2 separate regions of the Nomascus leucogenys genome follow, and region 1 is linked to region 2. Evidence: chromatin contacts called from public Hi-C data. All regions are on one chromosome and are shown on one strand. The core of a region is the stretch at or near the end of the contact, and the rest is flanking DNA. Distances in the headings are between cores, read along the strand shown.

Region 1 (5,151 bases), core at 1,508-4,007, 62 kb after region 2:
TCCCAGCCCCTCTTCAGAGGGTCTGTGGTCTGAAGATGCTCCATCTGATCAAAGTGACACTTCTGAGTCAGATGTTGACCTTGGGGATGGTTATATAATGAGATGACTCCAAAACTATTGAATGAACTTGGACGGACAAGCACCTACAGGGTTCTCTGTCCCTGCATCCTAACTTGCTGCCTTATCATCTGCAAGTGTTCTCCAAGGGAAGGAGTAGGAAACTGTAGAGTGTTCCGTTCTTCCAGGTGACGTCACCTATGCACATTCCCAGTAGGGGGACCATAGTATCATTCAGTGCATTGTTTACATATTCAAAGTGATGCACTTTGAAGGAAGCACTTGTGCACCTTTCCTTTACACTAATGCACTTAGGATGTTTCTGCATCATGTTTACCAGGGAGCAGGGTTCCCCGTGGTTTCAGAGGTGGTCCAGGACCCTATGATATTTCTTTTCTTTTTCTTTCTCTCTCTTTTTTTTTTTTTTTTTTTGAGACAGTCTCATTCTGTCGCCCAAGCTGGAGCGCAATGGTGTGATCTTGGCTCACTGCAACGTCCGCCTCCCAGGTTCAAGTGATGCTCCTGCCTCAGCCTCCCTTGCAAGTAACTGGGATTACAGGTGCCTGCCACCATGCCCCGCAAATTTTTGTATTTTTAGTAGAGAGGATTTTACCATGTTGGCCAGGCTGGTCTCAAACTCCTGACCTCAAGTGATCCGCCCTCCTCAGCCTCGCAAAGTGCTGGGATTACAGGGGTGAGCCGCTGTGCCCTGCTGGCCCTGTGATATTTCTGTGAAATAAATTGGGCCAGGGTGGGAACAGGGAAAGAAAAGGAAAATAATATCAAGAGCTGCAAAGGAGGCAGGAAGGGAGGAGGAGAGCCAGGTGAGCAGTGGAGAGAAGGGGGGGCCCTGCACAAGGAAACAGGGAAGAGCCATCGAAGTTTCAGTCAGTGAGCCTTGGGCACCTCACCCATGTCACATCCTGTCTCCTGCACTTGGAATTCCACCTTGTCCAGCCCTCCCCAGTTAAAGTGGGGAAGACAGACTCTAGGATCATGCATGTGACTAATACAGAAAGGAAACATGGCATCGGGGAGAGGAATAAAACCTGAGTGCCATATTTTAAGGTTAAAAAAAAGCAAATACAAAGATGCTTCAAGATCTTCAGGAGAAGTATGGCATAAAAGTTTCAGAGACCCTATTTGACAATTTTCAGAGTGCTCTCTGTGCTGATTCCGAATCCGAATCGAGTGTGTCAGCTGTGATTACAGTTCCTGTGAATCTAGGCCGGGTTGGGGGGTTGTGGGTGGGGGAAGGGAAGTCTGACCCCGAGCAATTGTTCCTGCCTGTAACCCCAGCACTTTGGGAGGCCTAAGCAGGCATATCGCTTGAGGCCAGTAATTCGAGACCAGCCTGGGCAACATGGCAAATCTGTCTCTACCAAACAAAATTAGAAAAATTAACTGGGCGTAGTGGCATGTGCCTGTTGTCCCAGCTACTTGGGAGGCTGAGGTGGGAGAATGGCTGGAACCCAGGAAGCGGAGGTTGCAGTGAGCCAAGATCACGTCACTGCACTTCAGCCTGGGTGACAGAGCCAGACCCTGTCTTTAAAAAGGGGGTTGGTGGGGAGAGGTTCTAGAATGTCATGTAGCAACCAGTTTAAGGACTGGGACTCAGGGATCCAACTCCCACAGTTTCCCTGTGTGACCCTAGGCATTTGACTTAGCCTCTCAGAGCCTCAGGTTTTTTGTTTCTGAAATAAAAGGATTGGACTAGGTAATCTCCCAGATCCTAGGAACCCAGGAGAAAGATGAGAAAATGTACAAGAATGAACACTCAGGTGGAAATGTTGCAACCCTGAGAAGCCCCCAGGATGAATGAAAGGCACAGGACCCTCTTACCCCTCACCCCTCCCCCACTCAAGGGCTGGTTTCTCAAACCTTTCTCTTAGGCCCCTTCAAAGGGGGAAAACTAAAAATTATACAAGTTATAGCTCAAGGACTATAGATTATTTATATGATTGCTCAAAAGGATAGGGCTGTGAGGAGGGGGGAAACACCTTATTTAATCTAATGAAATTCCATAGGAGAGAGACCTTTTGTATATGGAATCAATTTATCTGCCTTCTCAATGCATCTGTCATATTCTGAAAGATTCTGGGTTGATCTTTTGGGATAACCTCTATGGCTGTGAGTGTGTGTGTGTGTGTGTGTGTATTTTTTAAAATTCTGTATAATGGAGATTGGTAAAAAATAATACAGCAGTACTTTTTTAATACAAACTTGGTGTGGTCTTGAGTTGTTTTCCGTTGGAGAGTGTACGTGTGCCACAGATTGGTGCACCTGCTGGCAATCTGGTGCAATCTCTAGGATTGCACCAACTCCCTCTAGCTCTTCTTGGTGGCCTGCAGGGGCCTAGGGTGCATTCACTTCCCTCTGCTTGACTTTACGTGGTGTTCTAGCGTCAGACATCAGGCGATGCTGTACATTACCCAAGACATTGGACAGCTCCGGATTTTCCCATCTAACCACTAATCAAGTTAAAAAGAGGAAATTAACGCTTTCTCAGTAGTCTCTGAAAGAAACTAGTTATTTGCATAAAGATAACTTGGTTTTGTGTTGTTTATCCCTGGGGAGGAGAAGGGTAAAGAAGACCCTCAAACTGGATTTGCTGCTGAAGTGCTTTTAACTCACCTGTGCGGAGAGCGGACTTCAAGAGAGGGCGTGCCGGTGCTCCGGACAAAACCTGGGGAATACTGAAAGCCACCACCACCACCGTCATTCCAGCATCCAGTTCTCAGTCCTGGGTTGGTGGTGTAGGGCATTTATTTGACTTGACGGCGCCTTTCAAAGCTTGCGAGGATCCCTTCCTCTTCCTCGTGTGCATCTGCCAAGCCGGTGCCCCGCGCCTCGCGGGCGGACCCGGGCTGGTGGGCGGGGCCTGCAGCGGGGTAGGAGCCCGGTCGCCCGGCCCCTCCCCACCCCGCCACGCCCCGCTCCGCTGGTTCCCGGAAGCGACCGCGGACAAGCGCTCCCGGGCGCGGGCGGGGGTCGTGTGCTTGGAGGAAGCCGCGGAACCCCCAGCGTCCGTCCATGGCGCGGAGCCTCGGGAGCTGGCTGGGTGGCTGCCTGCTGGTGTCAGGTGAGGAGTCCGCGGGGAGGGGGCGCGCTTGGGAACCGGGAGGCCCCGCGAGATGCCACCCCGATCCCATCCGTGGGCGCCCTGCAAGTGACTTAAGAGGCATCGGGGCCTCGGGACAAAAGATGCGAACGCCACGGCCGGCTGCTGAGACGCAACTAGGCTGCTGCTGCCGTCGATTCTGTAACAGGAGAAAGCCCCGTCCGCGCCCGGATTACAGACCGTCTGGGCCCTAAACTCAGGGGGAGACTCCCGGCGTCTTTTGACTCCCTGTCCTCCTGCAGCTCTCTGCTGGCGGGCGTCTAAATAAAGTAGCTTCCCCAAAAGACCCAAGATCCCACCGTGGCTGTCATCTGACCCTTCTGGAGACCATCAGTTCAAGTGGAGGCCCCCACCAGCCCCCGAGTGCCCTGACAGCCCTCCCCAACCCGAAGTCTGCCCCCTCAGTGCCAGCCCTCCCTACAGATGTGCCTCCCATCACCCGCTGCACCTCCCCTCCTTCCGGTTCAGGCCTGAGCAGCCTGAAATCTGGATTCTGCCCCCCCAGCGCCCCAGCTCCATGGCTTCTAAACCTAAATCCATTGAAACCTTTTCTGACCTCCTCTAAATTGACTGTCTAGGTTCCAATAACACCATGGTCACCTCCTTCCTTTCTCATGAACTCTTCCCTGGCCTTCCGGGATACCCCTCCGGTTTCCCGCCTACTCGTCAGGCTGTCTCTGCTTGGGACCCTCCTGCTCTGTCAGGTTTCTATGTAGCTAATTGTGATGCCCAAGGCCTCTTCTCTCCTTCCCTGGCACTGTTCCTTTGGGGGATTTCAGCCAAACCCTGGCATTAAACACGGGCTATAGGCCCATGACTCGCACATTTATATCTCTCTTGGTACCAGTTGGGTGATGGGTGGTGGTTTATTATAGTCTTCTACTTTTCTACTTGCATGTAGGTTTCAAATTTTCTTTTCTTTCTTTCTTCTTCCTTTTTTTTTTCTTTTTCTTTTCTTTTTTTTTTTTTTTTTTTTTTGAGACAGGGTTTTGCTCTATTGCTTTGCCCAGGCTGGAGCGCAGTGGCTTGATCGCGCCTCACTGCCACCTCCGCCTCCCGGGTTCAAGCGATTTTCCTCCCTCAGCCTCCCAAGTAGCTGGAATTACAGGTGTGTGCCACTACACCTGGCTAATTTTTGTATTTTTATTGGAGATGGGGTTTCGCCATGTTGGCCAGGCTGGTCTCGAACTCCTGACCTCAGGTGATTCATCTGCCTCGGCCTCCCAAAGAGCTGGGATTACAGGCGCGAGCCACCATGCCTGGCCAGGTTTCGAATTTTCTATTAAAAGGTTTGAAAATAATTTCTGTCTCTAGCCCACATCTGTTCTTGGTGTGACCTCTGGGCTCATTCATCTGGCTGTCTCCCTGACGTTCCTACTTCAGCCTCTCCCCAGCATCTCCAACCTAATGCAGCTCAAATGGGACTCGTGAGTTCCCCAGCTGAGCTCCAATCGGGGCACCAGCTGCTTAAGCCCAAAATGGACATTGACCTCAGCTTTTATGCATCAAATGTATCAGGAAGTCTCCAGTTTGTTTTTACCTCTGGAAATATATCTGAAATCCACATACCCCACCCTACCCCCTCATACCTTTCTGCCACCACGCAAATCCAAGGCTCCTTTGTCTGTCCCCACTTTACTCCTGCCCCTCCAGAAATTTATCCTCATGGCTGTTCAAAGAAAATCTAGCCTCCTCAGCACAGCCAACCCGTCTCTGTCTCCCTCCCTCACCCACGTGGCCTTTGAAGACATGGAGCCATAGAGGAGAACCAAGTACTGGATGTGGGCTTTCTCATGGGCTTCCATTTTGAGGAAAAAGGTTGTAAATGTTTTTGTCTTATTTTCATAGCATTGGGAATGGTACCACCTCCCGAAAATGTCAGAATGAATTCTGTTAATTTCAAGAACCTTCTACAGTGGGAGTCACCTGCTTTCGCCAAAGGGAACCTGACTTTCACAGCTCAGTACCTAAGG
Region 2 (5,497 bases), core at 1,019-3,518:
CAGTTCTCAATAACCAAAAACTGGAAACAACTCAACTGCTCATCAAGAAAAGGGAGAAGGATAAACTATGGTTGTATTCATTTTCTATTGCTACATAACAAATGACAAACGTAGTGGCTTGCAACAGCACCCGTTTATTATCTCAGTTCTATAGGCCAGATGTCTGGACATGTCATGGCTGGGTTCTCTACTCAGGGGCCCACCAGGCTGAAATTAAGGTGCTGGCAGGGCTGCAATCTCATCTGAAGGTGGGGGCCCTCTTCGCAGCTCACTGGTTGTTGGCAGAATTCAGTTCCTAGAGGGTGAAGGAGTGAGTCTCCAACATCTTGCTAGCTGTCAGCTGGAGCCATTCTCAGCTTCTAGAGGTTGCTGGCCCCACGGTCCTTTCCACGACATGATAGTTATCTTCTGCAAGGCTGGCAGGAGATTTTCACTGCTACTTTGGATGTCTGACTTGCCTGTCTCTGGACTCTAGACCCAGGTTTAAAGTGTTCATGTGATTAGATTAAGCTCCCTTCCTTCAGGTCCACCGATGAAGGGCATTAATTATGTCTGCAAAACCCATCACAGTAGCACCTAGATTCAAGTTTGATTGAACACTGTATGTTCCCCAGGGCCCAGAATCTTGGCAGTCATCTTCAAATTCTGTGTCCTACAATGGTCTATTCACACAGTGAAATATTACACAACAGTCAGGTAGAGTGGATGATAACCGCCTGCAACAAAGGGATGAGGCTTGGCAGTTTGATATATAGAAAATATAGACCCAAAAGACTGTAAATTTAAAACAACTAAAATTTTTAAAGTACATTTAAGGAACACATATAGAAAATATAAAGTAATATAAGAAAGGAAGGAGAGGAACTGGATTCTGAACTCATTGCCCAGATTTGAGGGAAGCAGGAGGAGGGGTCTGTGGGTTCATAGATGCCATTATACTATTTAAAATAACTAATGAATAACTAACTAAAGCAGGAGAAATATGGACCAATGAGAAGAGAATGTCATGAATGAATGATTATGATTTTCCCTATTCTGTGCACCTGATGTCTAACAATGAAGAAGTTCGGCCTCGATGGCTCACACCTGTAATCCCAGCACTCTGGGAGGCCAACGGGGGTGGATCACTTGAGCCCAGGAGTTTGAGACCAGCCTGAGCAACATGGCAAAACTGTGTCTCTACAAAAAATACAAAAAAGTTAGCTGGGCATGGTGGGGTGCACCTGCAGTCCCAGCTACTGGGGAGGCTGAGTGGGAGGATCACTGAAGCCTGGGAGTTTGAGGCTGCAGTGACCTGTGGTTGCACCACTGCATTCCAGCCTGGGCAACAGAGCAAGATCCTGTCTAAAAAAAAAAAAAAAAAAAAAAGATTAAGAAAACAAAAAAGATTTAAAAGATTTGAGAAATGAAAGAACATATTACGGAATTACAAAATGTGTTCCCTCCAGGACCGGCAAGGCAGCTTGGTTTCCAGATAGCACCAAAGAAGCGCCAAGGGATTTGTCTCCTCAGGTCAAACCTCTCTCCCTGGAAAACTTCCAAAATGTAAGTCGAAATTATTATTTGTTCTTGGAGAAGCCTAGTCAGAAAATACTAAGGATAATCAGATGGCACTGTCACCCCTCAGACCTCAGTCAGCCTCTTACTCCTGTTTCCCGTTTCCACCCGCCCCCCGCCCGCCCAGGCACCACTAGTTCTTTGCATCAGCATTTAAAAACACTCAATGGTGCACTTTGGGAGGCAGAGGCAGGACGATCACTTCAGCCCAGGAATTAGAATCCAGCCTGGGCAACATAGTGAGACCCTGTGTCTATTCAAAAAAACCTTCTTTTAATTATAAAAATAGAAAAATAAACACACTCAAGACTTTCCCATTTGGGGGAGAAAAAAAAAGAATGAAGCAGGACCCCTCTCCTCCCCCACATCTGCCTCCAGCTGCAACATATCTCCCTTCCTTGCCTTCCTAGCAAACTTGTCGAAAACAAGTCCTCTACATTCTTGTCTCATCCCTTCCCCATTGTGCAAAACCCGCACTCAACCAAGTCACCAGCGACTTGTTCAGCACTTAATCCTCCTGATATCTCAGTGCCCTTGGACTCTGTCAGCCACTTCCTCCCAGAATCCTTTGTCGTCGTAGCTGTGGTGGCGCTCTGGTGGCTTTTCTATAATCTCTCTGCTCCTTTTCTGTCTCGTCTGCTCGCTGTTGCCTGTAGCTCTGCCCTCACAACCTCAGTTTCAGTTCTCCAATCTCTCTGGAATAGTTCATCTGCACTCACAGGACCAACTGATGCCAGACACTGCTGGTCTCCAGATCCATTCTCGCAGTCTAAATCGTCTTCACTCTGGACATACGGAAGCAGCTGCCTCCAGGAAACCTCTGCAGTGCCCTTAGCAATTCCACCTCTCTGTGCCTTCAGTTGAATGCATCATTTCTTTCACCCTCAGCATGCTGCTTCTTGTTGTATACTATATTAGGGTTCTCCAGAGAAACAGAACCAATGAGGTATGTGTGTAGAGGGAGAGAGAAGGGGAGAGAGGGAGAAAGAGAGGAAAACTGATTGGTTTTAACGAGTTGACTCATAAGATTGTGGGGGCTGGCAAGTCTGAAACTTGCAGGACAGGCCAGCAGGCTGGAGACCCAGGGGAAGGTTGATGTTGCAGCTTAAGTCTGAAGGCAGCTAGAAACAGAATTCCCTCTTGCTCAGGGACTTCAGTCTTTTCTCCTGAGGCTGATCTGATGAGGCCAGGCCCTATTATGGAGGATAATCTGCGTTATTCATGGTATATGTTTTCACATCTTTAAAATACCTTCACAGCAACATCTAGGCTGGTGCCTGACCAAACAACTGGGTACTGTGGTCCAGCGAAATTAACACATGAAATTAACCATCACACATACCATCTTAGAAAATGGTTCCACCATTTAACAGATGCCTTAATCCAGGATCCTGGGAGTTTGCCTCAGTTCCTTATATGACCCAAACTTCACACAGCCAATCTAGCACCAAATTTTATGTACTCCTCTTCCTCAATATTTCTCATCCATCCCCACTGCCTCCTCGTCCAGGGCTCTATTACATCTGAACTGCTACAAGAGCATCCTCGCTGCACTCAAGTTTCCAGTCTTACTTGCTCCAAATCTTTCCTCGACACAGCAAAAGAGAGACAAAGCTTGTTAACTTGTGAATCAGATCATGCTGAATTCCCTATGTCATCTGGATTCCTCACAAATGCCACAGCTGTCACACAGTCTGGTACAGGTGGGATCTATCATTGACTCAGACATCATGAGTGTTATTGGTATGTGATTTTCCAAAATGGAGAAGAACTCATGGTAAACTTCTGAACAAAACAGAGTACAATCTTCTCTCAATTTACACAGCAGTTACAATTCTGGAAAATGCAGTGATATTAAAACCCTACCATCTGAGTCTGCATGGCTGCTATAATAAAATACCATCGAATGGGTGGCTTAAGCAACAGAAATTTCTTTCTCACAGTTCTGGAGGCTTGGAGGGCAAGATTGAGAATTGGTTACTGGTGAGGGCTCTCTTCCTGGCTTGTAGATGGCCATCTTCTTGCTGTGTCCTTACTCGTAGGGACAGTGAGAATTCTCTCCTGTCCCTTCTTATAAGGGCACTAATCTCATCGTGAGGGCTCCATCTTCATGATCATGACTTAGTCACCTCCCAAAGGTTCCACCTTCAAATACCATCACATCAGGTGCCAGGACCTTAACATATGAATTTGAGGGGTCACGATTCAGAAAGTATGGTAAAATGTAAAACAGAGTTAGGTTCTAAGCTCAACTCATTAGAAACATGTTTTGTTTTTTACCTACATAAGGATCTAACCATGGATTCAAGAGTCTTGAAGAGCTCAGAACTACTTTCAACATGGGAGACCATCCTGAAATTACAGAATATTTAGCATCTCTGGCCTCTACCCACCAAGTGCCAGTAGCACCTGCCCATCATCATGATAACCAACTTTGATCCCACAACTTTCCACAATGCCTCCGGGGGGTGAACATACCCCACCACTGGACTTCTACCACTAACCCCAACCTACACCTGTAGCTCAAGCCCAACTTTCTAATCACATATCTCAGTCCTTTAGCCAGGAATCCCATTTTCCTACCATGGCACTCTCTACTCCAGAGTCATTCATCACGAAGCCTCCCCCCAAAGCTTTGGCATTCTTACTGAATGCTGATTTTTGCTGAATGCTTATTCTTTCTTTTTTCTTTTTCTTTCTTTCTTTCTTTTTTTTTTTTTTTTTTTTTTTGAGGCAGGGTCTCACTCTTATTGCTTAGGGTGGAGTGCAGTAGCACGATCTCAGCTCACTGCAGCCTCTGCCTCCTGGGTTCAAGCAATTCTCCTCCCTCAGCCTCCAGAGTAGCTGGGACAGGCATGCACCACCACATGGGCTAATTTTTTGTATTTTTAGTAGAGACAAGGTTTCGTCATGTTGGCCAGGCTGGTTTCAAACTCCTGACCTCAAGTGATCCACCTGCCTCAGCCTCCCAAAGTGTTGGGATTACAGGTGTGAGCCACCATGCCCAACCCTGAATGCTTATTCTTTTGCTGACTTCTTCACCTTTTTTCCTTCCCAATTTCCAGACCCAGTGGAAATTCCTTCATCACTCCCCAATCAGTTAATCAGAAACAAAATAATCCAATTTGGGCTCTGAATTCGAGGGGTTCAGTAAATATTGTTTGCAAACAAATGTCATCCTCACTTTTCCTGGCTACACCTGCCCGAGGGATGAACAGGAAGAGGTCTGGACAGCAACAAAATGATCCTGGGAACCTTACTTGGTTCTTCTCTCACACCCAGAGAAATTATTGAAATTTCAAGTGCAAGTTCGCTCCCTGCCAGCATCATAGATCATTCGAGTCCCCAGAGTGTGGTTTAGAGCTCTCCAGAATTGTACTTTTGGCAGGATTCCCTACAGCATTCTTCTGTGAGTTTCCTACAGCTCTCCCTGTGGGGGACACTGACTGCATTCTCCTGGGGTGAGTTTGGGGACCTTCGAAGGGTCCTATACCCAAAACCTAAGATCAAGTCTAGGCACCTTCATTAGCCCTTACCAGCCTCATTTGAGCAGCATGCCCACTGGGGCTACTCCCATAGAAGAGCAGAATCTCCTACAAATCCATCAGGTCCTCATGCACAGAGATCTCCCGGCAGATGGCCATGGGTCATTGGGAGACCCAAGAAACTTGAGAAACAGTTGATGAGACTTGGGTTGTTGTTGTTTTTTTATGAATCTACATTTCTGTGGTAACTCACTGAATGATATTCAATAATGTCTATGCAAAATTAACTCATTGCCACAATCTAAAGCAAGCCTGAGAAAATCTCAAGCAAGCTTGAGAAATGGTCTGGACACCACAGGACTGTGGCAGCCACAGAGCCCTGGCATCTTCCCCATGAGAAGGCTGCTGGGGTGAGGCTGTGGGCAGAACCAAGCCCAAGTTAGTGACACTAGCTT

What was found. Hi-C and Micro-C count contacts between places; a contact is called where the count stands out from the background.
Region 1: a Hi-C map of a lymphoblastoid cell line shows a contact between it and region 2, with 2.4 times the contacts expected there. The contact joins the promoter of IL10RB here to the enhancer-like site in region 2. A contact is called at or near these places in 2 of 4 Hi-C or Micro-C datasets (both in a lymphoblastoid cell line).

Annotation. Positions count from the first base shown.
Region 1 is chr25:18,649,601-18,654,751 of Asia_NLE_v1, forward strand. IL10RB (interleukin-10 receptor subunit beta) reads left to right here and starts at 2,758. Exons shown (of 7, transcript XM_003263868.4): 1 at 2,758-3,139; 2 at 5,027-5,150. The coding sequence starts at 3,091. It overlaps IFNAR2 (interferon alpha/beta receptor 2), which reads left to right. Exons shown (of 8, transcript XM_030806097.1): 8 at 1-2,279.
Region 2 is chr25:18,588,498-18,593,994 of Asia_NLE_v1, forward strand. No RefSeq gene overlaps it. Among named protein-coding and RNA genes, the nearest start is that of IFNAR2, 18 kb to the right of the region's middle. Within about 2 kb of position 2,269, the one cell type or tissue checked has an H3K27ac peak away from gene starts, as active enhancers do. A contact at or near this core is called in a lymphoblastoid cell line, where this site is marked.